Linked DNA regions of Mus musculus: region 1 is linked to region 2. Evidence: chromatin contacts called from public promoter capture Hi-C data. All regions are on one chromosome and are shown on one strand. Each heading gives the region's core, a stretch centred on a gene start, on an enhancer-like site or on the middle of the called end of the contact. The rest is flanking DNA. Distances are from core to core; before and after follow the strand shown.

Region 1 (3,049 bases), core at 296-2,795, 3.5 Mb before region 2:
GTTAAGACTGCTTGCATTACTAGAAACCCATTCAACGTTGAAGGTGGCCCATTCTTTCAATAGAGCAGAGCTTCCTCCCTAATAAAAGACGTAAGCTGTTCCAACCTTGAGTTTTCGGAAGCAAAACCTCTTAATTTAAACTGCAGCTTGGGTAAATGTGCTATCCAGCCATGCTAGACTAGGGGGTTGGAAGGGCACTGCTGAGCTACAGCTCAGAGCGGTCCCTACCTGGACCAACTGTCTTACAGGTTCTGTGCCTTCAGGTTTAAGTTTTTATTTCGCCTTTCTATCTTTCTGTAACCCACTTCCTCGCCTAGATTTGTTTCCCAGTCCCCTCTCCCTGTCTTACTGTCTCCCCACTTTGTAAATGTCATCTTTTTTTCTTTCTATAATAGGGTTGGCTCTAAGGAGTACATACCAAGTCGCTGAGACTTCGTTTTACTTCCTCCTTACCTTCGTGGTTTCTCTTTTTTTTTTTTTTTTTTTTTAAAAGTAGGACCTGGAACTCAATCAATAGCTTAGTCTGACATTGAACGCCTGATCCCCCTTCCTCCACCTCCAAATGCCAAGATTACAACCATATGCCACTGTCTTGTCTTTTGTTTTGTTTTTCAAGACAGGGTTTCTCAGCCGAGCATGGTGACACACGCCTTTGATCCCAGCACTCCGGAGGCAGAGGCAGGCGGATTTCTGAGTTCAAGGCCAGCCTGGTCTACAAAGTGAGTTCCAGGACAGCCAGAGCTATACAGAGAAACCCTGTCTCGAAAAACAAAAACAACAAACAAACAAAAAAGACAGGGTTTCTGTGTGTAGTCCTGGCTGTTCTGGAACTCACTCTGTAGACCAGGCTAGCCTCGAACTCATAGAAATCCGTCTGCTTCTGCCTTCCAAGTGCTGAAATTAAAAGTTTGGGCCATCAGTGATCTGGCATCTTTTTACTTCCTAAGAAAAGGGTCTCACCAAGTTACTCAAGCTGCCCTAGAACCCACTGTATAGTGGAGCCAGGCCTTGAACTACCAGTCTCCTGCCTCAGCCTCCCTGAGGGGCCGGAATCACAGTCCTAAACCAGCAGATCCTACTTGTGAATGTCTCTCACTGTCTCTTTGTTTTTCTCTCGGCTTCTGGCCATCTCTGTCTCTTCCAACTTGTCTCTCCCCGCCCCCGTCTGTCTCACACGCACACGCCCTCAGTCTCTGCCCTTGTCAATTGTCCCTAGAGCCCTGCCCCCACTTCTGCCCCAGTTCTCTTCCCGACTGCCTTCCACCTCTGAAAAACACTAGGACGCCCCGCTACCATCACCTCCAGTTGGTCGTACACAACCCTCCCTACTACCCCCCGAGAGGGGCCGGAGCTGCGGGAGGGCCAAGTTCAGGCACATTTTGCATGCTAACCAGCAGATAGGCGGAAGGGGCCTAGTACCAGGCCGGCCGAGCTACGCCGCGGGGGCGCGTCCCGGAAGCTCTAGTGGCCACGCCCCCAGGCCGCCCCATAAAAGGAGAAAGCTCCTGCTGCGGGCCACAGCCTGACTTCTGCGAACCGACAGTCGGTCTCTTCACCAAGGCCATTCGCGCCACCATGGATCTCTCTGCCATCTACGAGGTGAGTACCTGTTAGACAGCATCCCGGGATCCCCGACGCACCAAACTTAGGCCCGGGACGCCTCCGTACCTTCTCAGACTAGCCCTGGCTGGCTGGAAATGAGAGAGGGAGCCAGCGAGCCTAGCGCCTCGGTCCAGATACCGGCGATCCCCTTGGGACGAAAAGCTGGCACACTGCTGTCACTCGCGTAGGGCGGAAGCGGCATCACACCTGTCTAGTGCCCTTCGCTGCCCATGGCGCGGTTTGGTGGCCAAGCAGGTGCTAAGGTTGAGGTAGGGGGGGAGTTGACAGGGTAAGAGTTCTAGAGAGATCTGGCCTCCTGGGTCAGCTTTGGCCGGCTCCTTCAAGTTGTGAAACGAGCGCCCGGTGGGCGGTCATATGGGGGGGGGGGGAGTCCTAGAGGCCCAAAGTTGGCGAGCAGCAGTGTGCTTTGATTTGGGGGGGAACCCTCTCTCGATCGGGGATACTGGGCTTCCTAGATCCTTCTGGATTACCTTCAGTCATGTGGAAACACTCAAATCTCTGTAGTCAGGTTCTCCCTGGAGTTTGTGTGAGCCGGGTGGGGCTCAGGCCGAGAACCCACAAACCGGACTGGCAAGCTCGTGAAGTGCTTTACAACAGGGGCGGGGCGACGTCACCTTACCTTTTCTGGTGGCCTAACCGAACCCTGTTCCTCTCAGAGCCTCCAGTCGATGAGCCATGACCTGTCATCCGACCACGGAGGAACCGAATCCCTCGGAGGACTTTGGAACATAAACTCGGACTCCATCCCGTCTGGGGTCACCTCTCGCCTGACTGGCCGCTCCACTAGCCTGGTGGAGGGCCGAAGCTGTGGCTGGGTACCCCCACCCCCTGGTTTTGCACCTTTGGCTCCCCGCCCAGGCCCTGAGCTGTCACCCTCACCTACTTCGCCTACTGCAACTCCCACCACCTCCTCTCGATACAAGACCGAGCTCTGTCGGACCTACTCAGAAAGCGGGCGTTGTCGCTACGGGGCCAAGTGCCAGTTTGCTCACGGCCTGGGTGAACTTCGCCAAGCCAATCGCCACCCCAAGTACAAAACGGAACTCTGCCACAAGTTCTACCTCCAGGGCCGCTGCCCCTATGGCTCTCGATGCCACTTCATCCACAACCCCACCGAGGACCTAGCTCTCCCTGGCCAGCCCCATGTGCTGCGACAAAGCATCAGCTTCTCCGGCTTGCCCTCAGGCCGCAGAAGCTCGCCGCCACCTCCAGGCTTTTCTGGCCCTTCCCTGTCCTCTTGTTCCTTTTCGCCTTCCAGCTCCCCACCGCCCCCTGGGGATCTTCCACTTTCCCCTTCTGCCTTCTCTGCTGCCCCTGGGACCCCTGTGACTCGAAGAGACCCTAACCAGGCCTGTTGCCCCTCCTGCCGAAGGTCTACTACCCCCAGCACCATCTGGGGGCCCTTGGGTGGCCTGGCTCGGAGCCC
Region 2 (2,878 bases), core at 171-2,670:
ATTCTCAGGCAGGGCCCCCCCCTAGCAAAGGCCTGGCCATGAACTGCAACCCTGGCACTACCCAGCAGAAAGAATCCTGCTCCCCTAAAGACTAGAGACAACAGGATGCACAAAGCACCCAGGCAGGATCCAGAGAGACCAGAGGGGCACCCCAAAGTTTTCTTTGGGCACCAGATCTGTAAGTTTCCTTTATAACAGGAGTGGCACTCCCGACCACTCAACCAAACAGGAGTTGACAGTTGTTCAAATCTAAATGCTATAACCGTGGACACAGAAAGCTGTTAAGACTCTCAAGTAAGCAAAATATGGACACTCATTTGCCCTCAGATTTCCTTTCTAGTTTAAAGCTACAGCTATTCAATAATGAGGTCTGTCTCCTGGTGTAGATGGGAGGGGAAGACAGGGTCCCTGCCTGGGGTCGCCCAGGTTCCCACTCCCAGCCAAAGCCTCAGTTCTTACCAGCTCGTGTGTAGAACCAGTTCTCATCATATGGGGCAAGCTCTTTATGTTTGGCCAGCTTGACTGTGTCCACCCATTCGGGGACTTTCAGCTTCCCGGACCTAGAACCAAGAGAATTGAGAAAAAGCACACTTCAAAAATTTCCAAAGATGACTTCAGATCTACTAACCTTTAGCAAGTTAACAAGGTTGGGGGAAAAAAAAAGCAAGAACGAACAGGTTAAAAAGGAAGCATGGTCACCGTAGGCCCAATTCAGAAAAGACCCCCAGCAAGTGGCCAGAGGGATTAATGACACATTGGGGTCACAGCGCACAGGGGTCAGGCCTCAGTTCCAACAAACACTTACTTTTTGAGGAAGGCTGCCAGAGCTCTGACGAACTCCTGCTGGTTAACGTCTTTTACAGTAACTCCGGGCATCTGAGGAAGGGACAAGCATGCCGAGGTCAGGCTTGGTGCAAACCCCTGACGTGGGTCCAGGTCAACACCAACCCTGCTCGTCGCCAGTCCACCCCAAAGCCTCAGCATCCACCCAGCCTCATGTCCCTGCAACTCGGCTCCTGCAGGTCCAACAGAGTTGCCGGGTGCACACGCCACGCGGATCGCAGCACCGCGGCGTGGTGACCGCGTGGGAGAGCCCTCCACACCCCGCTCCCTCAAGCCCACGTTCCGGGCGTCCCACTCACCCCTCCGCTGCCCACCTAACCCTCCGGGCTCCCGGATTGCGGCGATCAGGCATGTCCGGGCCTGCCGCTCGCACGTGGCCGCGGCTCCAGAGGGCGGAGCGACCCCGCGCCGGGCTTCCCGCGGTCCCGGCACGAGCTCTTGGGGCCAGAAAGCCCGGCCCCGTGGCCCCGCGCACAGCCGCGACCCAGAGCCCTCACTCACCGTGCGGCCTCCGCGCTGCCAGCCAGGGGAAAGGGAACGACGGGGTTTCCCGGGCGCACAAGTCGGGCGTCGAGTCTCGCGAGATTTCGGAGTGCTCGCGAGAGCGGCTAAACCAGAGGGCTCCGCCTTTCTGAGGGCGAATATGGCTTCATCTCCACCCAAAATGGGCGGGTCTGTAAGAGGAAGGGGTGGAGAAGCCAAGAGAAGGGACTCGGGAGGAGGATAAGGGATCTGGTTCCTCTTTCCGTTTCCTTGGGCGTGACCGGAGCGAGCTGGGGGAGTCGGCCTTCATTTGAGCCTTGTGTGTCTGGCGGGAACAAGGAGGCGGAAACTTTTGAGGGCGGAAGTGCGGGCGAAGTTGAGCGCGCACGAAAGGAAGGCGGGATTCAGCGCAAGACCCTGCTTCCTGGCCGGAAATGGGAATAGTTACGGGCGGAACCGTGACAGGCAATCCAGGGAAAAGGCACTATGACATGTGGCCACCACCACCTTTTGTGCTAGCATTAGCATTCGCGAGACCAAGAGATACACGGAAGCCCCACCCTTCTTTGGGCGGAAGTTGCTTCAGCTCCATTGACGCTCGCGGAGAGGAAAGAAGGCGTTGGGAGCGGGGAGGAGATTAGGGCGGGGACAAAGGGGTAGAGGCGGGCCCTTGGTGGAGGTTCAGCTCCGCCATCTAGTGCCGGAGTCTGGTTGTTCAGACCGTTAGTCTCCTCGTTTGCCTCTTCTGAGTCATCCAAGCTGACCTGTGCAACTTTATTATATCTGTACCTACCCACCCACCTACCTGCCTATCGTTTGTTGTTTTGAGACAGGATTATCATTAATTTATTTAGCCAAGACTGGCCTGGGACTTTTTATCTAAGGCTGGCTTTGAACTCATGATCCCCCAGCTTAATGCTACGGGAGTGTGTCACTACGCCAGGCTCTCAGTACCTCCCACTCCCACCCCGCAGCGCAGCGCATAAAATATTTGAGGTTGTGTTGCATCCAGACAAATATTATTTAAGATAGAAAAGAGAGGAGGGGCCGGGCGTGGTGGCGCACGCCTTTAATCCCAGCACTCAGGAGGCAGAGGCAGGCGGATTTCTGAGTTCGAGGCCAGCCTGGTCTACAGAGTGAGTTCCAGGACAGTCAGGGCTACACAGAGAAACCCTGTCTCGACCCCCCCCCCCCCAAAAAAAAAAAAGAAACGAGGGGCATTGTGATGGTTCGCTCACTAGGTAGAAGTTCTCCCATACGAGCCTGATTGACCTGATACGATTCTTTGAACCCATCACGGTATAAGAACTAACTACAGAGTTTTGTCCTCTGACTGCCACAGGTGCGTCTCAGAGAAGGGTGTATGTTCACATATCGCACCCTCTTTATACACATACTAAGACTTAAAATTAGAAAAAAATATTAAAAAGAAATGAATTATCAATACATAAGTGAAAAGTTAAGCCAGTTTGAGGGGCCGGAGAGACAGATGGCTCAGCAATTTCAGAAAATCTGACTTCAGTTCCAAACACCTACACTGGAGGGTCACAGT

Evidence for each region. Promoter capture Hi-C pulls out the DNA fragments that hold promoters and counts their contacts.
Region 1: a promoter capture Hi-C map of second pharyngeal arch cranial neural crest shows a contact between it and region 2. The contact joins the promoter of Zfp36 here to the promoter of Rps19 in region 2. A contact is called at or near these places in 2 of 39 promoter capture datasets (pre-B cells and second pharyngeal arch cranial neural crest) and 1 of 484 Hi-C or Micro-C datasets (B cells).

What each region holds. Positions count from the first base shown.
Region 1 is chr7:28,377,724-28,380,772 of GRCm38.p6, reverse strand. It overlaps Zfp36 (zinc finger protein 36), which reads left to right and starts at 1,545. Exons shown (of 2, transcript NM_011756.4): 1 at 1,545-1,599; 2 at 2,280-3,049. The coding sequence starts at 1,576.
Region 2 is chr7:24,883,134-24,886,011 of GRCm38.p6, reverse strand. It overlaps Rps19 (ribosomal protein S19), which reads right to left and starts at 1,420. Exons shown (of 6, transcript NM_001360119.1): 1 at 1,345-1,420; 2 at 806-876; 3 at 460-560. The coding sequence starts at 876.